Regions from separate parts of the Pan troglodytes genome. Here region 2 is linked to region 1. Evidence: chromatin contacts called from public Hi-C data. All regions are on one chromosome and are shown on one strand. Each heading gives the region's core, a stretch centred on a gene start, on an enhancer-like site or on the middle of the called end of the contact. The rest is flanking DNA. Distances are from core to core; before and after follow the strand shown. Region 1 overlaps ZMYND8 (zinc finger MYND-type containing 8). Region 2 holds the start of NCOA3 (nuclear receptor coactivator 3).

Region 1 (3,546 bases), core at 487-2,986:
CAGACAGCAAATGAGGGGAAACAGTGAATTAGCAACCTGGGCAAGAACCAGGTCTCTGTACAAACCTTCCCATCTTATACCATATAGTCATATACCATACACACACACAAATACCATATACTCATTACACATATACATATACTCATATGCCATATACACAAATACACATACACTCACCATATACACACATACATACACACAAATACCATACACTCACATAGCATATACACATTTACCATATACTCATATGCCATACACACACAAATATATACCCATATACTATATGCTCACCATATACACACATGCAAATACAACACACACATACATACTTATATACCATACACACACATACATATACTCACATATACCCAATATACACACATACCCATATACCATATACTCATCATATACCATACACACATACATATACTCAAATATACCCAATATACCCATATACTCTCATACCATATACACACATACATATACTCATACCATATACCCAATATACATACATATACCATATACACACATACATATACTAAAATGCCATATACTTATATACCATATATTCTTAATTATAGTGTAACAGTATAATATAATTACAGTATAGTATAAATAAAAACTGACAACCTATGGACTATTTTTGTATTGTTGGTTGTATGTGTTTGTCTGGCCCAAATAGAGTTTTGGGGTTTTGTTTTTGTTTTTGTACCACAGGGTCTCACTCTCTCACCCAGGCTGGAGTGCAGTGATGCAATCATAGCTCACTGCAACCTTGAACTCCTGGGCTCAAGCAATCCTCCTGCCTCAGCCTCCCAACGTGCGAGAATTACAGACATAAGCCACCAAGCCTAGCCAGTTTTTGTTTTTAATGAAATTGATTGTCAGCTTTTAAAAACTAGGAGAGTTCCTGTAATAATCTAGAGTTCTGTTTTTCTTGACAATTCAGTCCGACAATATGGGTTAAGCTGGCAAGAGCCACATCCTTTACAAATTTCAAAACTTCACCTTACCCCCTGACCCCCAAAAAAGCTGACGTATCCAATAGGCACAGGAGACATTCAGGTATCTCAGCTAAGAGCTCAAGTTTTGCAGCAGACAGGCCTGGGCCTGAAGGCCAAACTCTACCACAAACCATGGTGGATCCTTGGGTAGGTAACTTGCTTCTCTGTGCCCCAGTTTACACTTCTGTGAAACAGAGATATTACCTACTTTAAAGGTTGTTGTAATTTTTAAAAAGTTTTAATTTACAGACAGCAAAAATCACTTTTGGGAGAATACAGTCCTATGAGTCGTAACACCTGCATAGATTCCTGTAACCACCACCACAACCAAAACACAGAGCAGGTCCATCTCCCGAAGAGTTCCCTCCCAATGTGTAGGCAAACCCTCCTGCACTCCAACCCCCAGCTATCACTCATCTGTTCCCCATCTCTGTAATTCTGCCTTTTCTGATATATTTTTTAAGGAAATCCTGTTTTGTTAGCTACAATAACCTCATCATTATCCAGGGTGCTCCCTTTCATTGTCCCTGTCTGCGGAAAGTCGTTCCACGGCTGACAGACAGAATCAAGCCCTATAAAGCATTTGTTCAGTCCCTGGGCAGTCACTGGAGAATTCCTTAACATTGCCCTGCTTGTTCTGATCTCCTCCCCACCCACGGCACTTCCATCGGTCCCTAGCTGATCCTCTTCCCGTTAGGTCATTGCAATCCCAGCCCACAAAACGCCCACATTCCCAATGCTCTTGTTCCTGCTGACGAAGATAAGAAATGTGTCCTGAACCGGAAGAGCTGCCAGGGGAGACACAAGAGGGCCTCGGTTCCCCTGGTGCCCACCCACCACCATGCCCACCCACCAAGACACACGACAGGAAGAAACCTTTCACTCCCACAACAGATCAAGCCAAACTGAAAGACCCACAGTGTCACGAGGAAGCCCAATGACCACCCAGTTTCAGCAAAGAGCTATTCTTGACAAGCATGACTGGCAGAGAGGAAATGTCACCGTGAGAACGCCTCCAAACAGCATTTCTTTTCGGGGTGTGGAGGTGGAAGGAGGGTGTGAGAAAGCAAACCACAGATTTGGGAACAATGAATGTTCCCAAGGAAGCACGTGTGTCCCTTTTCACTCAAGTGAGGAACCAACTGGTTGGTCTGAATGGGAGCCCCGAAAGCAACTGCCCTGACCATCCTATTACATCAGGGCTGTACTCACAGGTGAGCCAGGATTGGAGCCAGGCTGTGCTCCAGCCCTGCTGCCTCTGGGATCCTGGGCACCCCATGCCTCCTCTCCAGACCTCCCTCAGTTTCTCCATCTGAAAATGGCACTGTAGGACAAGATGGACCTGGAGGGCGCCAACCACCAAAGGCATGGAATTCACACATAAGCGTCACTGGGCACAGGCGGCCGCCCTCTCTTTCTGAAACCCCCATACTGGAGGCTCCAGGGCAACACACTCCCCTGGTGTGGCTACTCCACCCCTTGCTTCTCCTCCTCAACCAGAACTCCACATCCTCAATGTCCCAGGGGCCTCACTCCTGCTCAATGCTCTACCCCTGACTCGCAACCTCAGTAAGCCAATGGGGCTGGAGTCTTTGTTGAGTGAGGCTGTCCTATGCACTGGGGCATGTTTAGTGCAACTCTGGCCACCAATCATTAGATGCCAGCAGTGTCCCCATCACCCCCTCAAAGTCATTTCGAGAACTACCACCCTAACCCAATCCCACGTACACGTCAAGATTCCCAGAATTACACCTCCTGCCTGAACCTGGCCACAGGGCACCCTAATTCCTGCCTCCAGCTGCCCTATTGACCTCTTCACCTAGGGGTGTTAACAGCTGCTCAAATTTACGTAATCTAAACTGGACCCTTGGCTTCTCCTGCCATACCCAGATCTGTCAGCACAATTACTGACACAATCTAGAAATTCTCTGTTGGGGGCCTGTTCTACATTTTGTAGGATGTTCGGTGGTATCTCCCTGGCCTCCCTCCATTAGGTGCCAGGAGCACCCCAACCCCAGGTGTGACAACCAAAAATGTCTCCAAACATTGCCAGGGGGTGGGGAAGTGTTACAAAATTGCCCCCAGATGAGAATGGTTGACTGATATGGACTATTTGAAACACAGCACCGAGGGCTTCTTCTGAGATGTGAAGTCCATTCACATCCCTCCTGCGCTGAACCCTCCATCCACACCAGGGTCTACAAGGCCCCTGTACTGTCTCCGACTCCATGGACTGGCCTCACCCTCACTCACTGGGATGCAGCCACCCTGGCCTCCTTGCTAATCCTACAACACACCCAGTTACTCCTATAGCACACCAACTTAATCCTTACCCTAGAGCCTTTAAAATCTCTTATTCCTTCTGGAATCTTTTTCCTCCTGACACTGGCATGGCTGATTTTTCTTGTCACGTAAACTTCAGCTCAAATATCGCCTCTCAAAGAGGCCCCGTTTAACCCCTCCACCTAAGTGAACTGTGACGTCTGCTTCGCAACTTGCCCATCTCTTGCCTCATCACGTTACCTTCCAGACACCCATCATG
Region 2 (3,546 bases), core at 749-3,248, 250 kb after region 1:
TGGCGTGATCTCGGCTCACTGCAACCTCTGCCTCCCGGGTTCAAGTGATTCTCCTGCCTCAGCCTCCCGAGTAGCCAGGATTATAGGCGCCTGCCACCATGCCCAGCTAATCTTTTGTATTTTTAGTAGAGACGGGGTTTCGCCATGTTGGGCAGGCTGGTCTGGAACTTCTGACCTCAGGTGATCCGCCCACCTCGGCCTCCCAAAGTGTTGGGATTACAGGTGTGAGCCACCGTGCCCGGCCCAGAAATGAGATATTTAATTTTTTAATTTTTACTTTTTTTTTTTGAGACGGAGTTTCACTCTTGTTGCCCAGGTTGGAGTGCAATGGTGCCATCTCGGCTCACCGCAACCTCTGCCCCCAGGTTCAAGTGATTCTCCTGCCTCAGCCTCCTGAGTAGCTGGGATTACAGGCATGTGCTACCATGCCCAGCTAATTATGTATTTTTAGTAGTGACGGGGTTTCTCCATATTGGTCAGGCTGGTCTTGAACTCCCGACCTCAGGTGATCTGCCTGCCTTGGCCTCCCAAAGTGCTGGGATTACAGGCGTGAGTCACCGCGCCCAGCCAAAATGAGATATTTTAAATAACATAAGTAAACAGAAATATATCGTGATTTTAATGATAATTCATGCTCTGAAAATAAATGAAGAAAGGAATAGGAGTAGGGAAAGCTGGGATCAGAGTGGGCAGGAAGTTAAAATAGAGCAGTTAGGGAAAGCCTCACTGAATAAGTGACATTTGGACAATGACCATGGGGAGATTAGGGAATGGGTTATTTGAATTTTCTGGGAAAATACTGTTCTAGGCAGAGGAAATAGCAAGTGCACGATCTTTAAGGCCAGAGTGTGCTAAGCACGTTGGAGAGGCCGAGTCCATTGTAGCCGAGTTACAGAAGTGAGTGGAAGAGAAGAAGGTGATGAGTTTAGAGAGGGAAGGGGAGGGCAAGAGACGGGCTGTATGGGGCTTTGCAGGTTACTGCAAGAATTTTGCAGGAGGGACATAGACTGACTTGGTTCTTACCAGGATCCCTCTGGCTGCTGTGTTGAGTATAGACTGTAAGGGGAAAGAGTGGAAGCAGGCAGAACACTGAGGAGGCTGTTGCAGTGGTCCAGGTGGGAAATGAGGTGCTGACCGTGGAGGTGGTAAGTGGTCAGATTATTCTATTTTATTTACACTCAACACATCTAATACTGACTCAATATTATCTAACATACAGTCCACATTGAAATTGCCCCCCAAATTCTTTTTACATAAATAAACATCCTGAATCCAATCAAGTCTCACCTATTGCTTTTGGTTTTCACCTCTTTCATGCTGTCATATTTTAAAAGACTCCAGGCTAGATGTTGTGTAGAATGTCCCACATTCTGAATTCGTTTATTTTTTCAGGTAAGCTTTTTGTGTGTGTGTATGTGGCAAGAATGCGACAGAGGTAGCAATATGCTTTCCCCACTGCATCATATTAGGAGACACATAACAACAGTCCTGACCCATTATTGGTGGTGCTAAGTTCGATCACTTGGTAAGGGGCACCCGTTGTAAAGCAAGCTGTTCTTTATTGTAAGTCATAAATACGCTGTGGGATGATACTTCGGGACTAAATATACCCTGAATATACTGCTGCCCAACAACATTTCACCCAGTGACTTTAGCAGCTAAGGAACAGCCTCGTGGCTTCCGACCTTGTGCCTCAGTTCGCTCATCTGAAAAATGAGGATGATCATGGTCCCTACCGGATGCTTGTTTTGAGGATCCGTGCTTGGCATACCAGAAACGCTCCACAAATGTTAGGTATTACTGGACGAAGGCAAATATGAAAAAAATTAAGGGCAGGGCTAGGACTGCATTCCGGTTCTCCGGATCCCGAGGGAGCTCCCAGTTGATGCTGGGCGAAAGCGGCCGCACGAGCCCATGTCGCCACGCCCTCCGCCGCGGAAGCCAGGGTGGGGGGCGCTGGAACCCTAGGCCGGCCGCGCAAGGCCCCCTGGGACCGGTAGTGCTGGGCGTGGCCTCGGGACTACATATCCCAGTGGCCCCCCGTGCGGCGACTTCAGCTGCTGCTGCCTCAGCCGCTCCACAGCGACGGCGGCGGCTGCGGCTTAGTCGGTGGCGGCGGCGGCGGCGGCTGCGGGCTGAGCGGCGAGTTTCCGATTTAAAGCTGAGCTGCGAGGAAAATGGCGGCGGGAGGTGAGTGGAGATAAAGGAGGAGGCGGTGGCGGGCGAGGGGGTGGAGTGCGAGGCGGAGGGAAGAGGGGCGAGTTCCCCAGGCTGCGAGAGCCAGCGGCTTCAGATCTGCCAAGGCACTGAGGGGCGCGCCGGCCGGGGGACGCGCTGAGGTAGTTTCGGGGTGTCGGGGCCGCGCCGCTTCCCCTCAGCCCGGGGGGCGGCCCGCGGCGGTCGGAGCTGAGACGAAGCTGGGTGGCAGTCCGCTTGGGGATCCGAGAGGGTCCCCGCGCGGAGGGGTCACCCGAGGAGTTTGCGGGGGGACTGCAGGGGCCCACTTTCCCCTTCTGTCCCTAAAGTTTTTTCTTCCTCTTGCCTCCCCCAGCCCTTTTGAAAGCTCCCCGCGTCCTCCTCCTGCTGCCCCGGCTCCTTAGCAGCTACTGGGACGCACGGGAGGGAAAAGCCGCGGGGACCCCCCCCCACCCCAGCCTCCCAGCCGGGTGAGATTTGGTTGCTGTGTTTCCTCCTCACTTGGGCATTTAAAAAATATTTTAACACGAATTGTCCGCGGAATTTTCATGTTGGGCTCGGGTAGGTTCTTAGTTTTCTCGGTAAAAAGGCGTTTTACTACCTCTGGTGTGAAGGCTGGGAAATGGGAAGTGGGAAGTTGGTTGATTAAATTTGGGGTTTGGCTGTCTTTATTACTACTTTTTTTTTTTTTTTTTTGCTCTCCCTATCTCTCATTTTATGAACATCGACCCAGTTCGTCACGGTTTAAATAAACTGCTTGTCTTGTACCTGCCTTAACAAAACTAGCCATGGGTCGTTGGGAGACTTAGTTGCTTCCTAAGCAGTTTGAGGGCATCTAGGGTGGAAAAGTTAACCGAGAGAGCGAGCATCTACCTCACTAGCAGGATCTGGGATTCCCAAATGGAATGACACGGAAGCTATGAGATTCTCTCGAAGTCGAAACTTTTTTCCCCCTCCCGAATGCGAAGACTTCCTTTTTGCAGTATTTGAGCAGGGCTTCAAAACCAACCTGTTTTTGTTATTAAGCCTGTACGGTAAAGAAACAGGAAGGAGAGTACCAGCTGTCTTGCTGCAGTGGTTTTAAATGGAGTTGAATGAGATGCGTGAGAGTGGTGGTAGTATTGAGTAAGATTGCTGCATCTCTTTGATTTAAATGCCTGGCCTCGGATCCACCTAACTGATCCCTGGCTGCAAAAAAGCTTCAGTATTTGTTGCAGCAGGTTGTTGAGAAGGTGATTGGAGGAATAAAAATCCTAGGTCTTCAGCGAATGCTGCACAAACGAAAATGTTAATGGAAACCTGTAAGTTTGTGAATTGTTTGTTCTTGAAAATATTTTAAATGTATGCTCA

What was found. Hi-C and Micro-C count contacts between places; a contact is called where the count stands out from the background.
Region 2: a Hi-C map of stem cell-derived neural progenitor cells shows a contact between it and region 1, with 3 times the contacts expected there. The contact joins the promoter of NCOA3 here to the enhancer-like site in region 1. A contact is called at or near these places in 1 of 7 Hi-C or Micro-C datasets (stem cell-derived neural progenitor cells) and 1 of 1 datasets of contacts at active chromatin or transcription factors (stem cell-derived excitatory neurons).

The regions. Positions count from the first base shown.
Region 1 is chr21:53,518,660-53,522,205 of NHGRI_mPanTro3-v2.0_pri, forward strand. All of the region lies in intron 12 of ZMYND8 (zinc finger MYND-type containing 8), which reads right to left. Among named protein-coding and RNA genes, the nearest start is that of ZMYND8, 110 kb to the right of the region's middle. Within about 2 kb of position 1,737, at least 7 of the 24 cell types and tissues checked have an H3K27ac peak or open chromatin away from gene starts, as enhancers often do. A contact at or near this core is called in stem cell-derived neural progenitor cells, where this site is marked.
Region 2 is chr21:53,765,956-53,769,501 of NHGRI_mPanTro3-v2.0_pri, forward strand. It overlaps NCOA3 (nuclear receptor coactivator 3), which reads left to right and starts at 1,999. Exons shown (of 23, transcript XM_016938072.4): 1 at 1,999-2,190.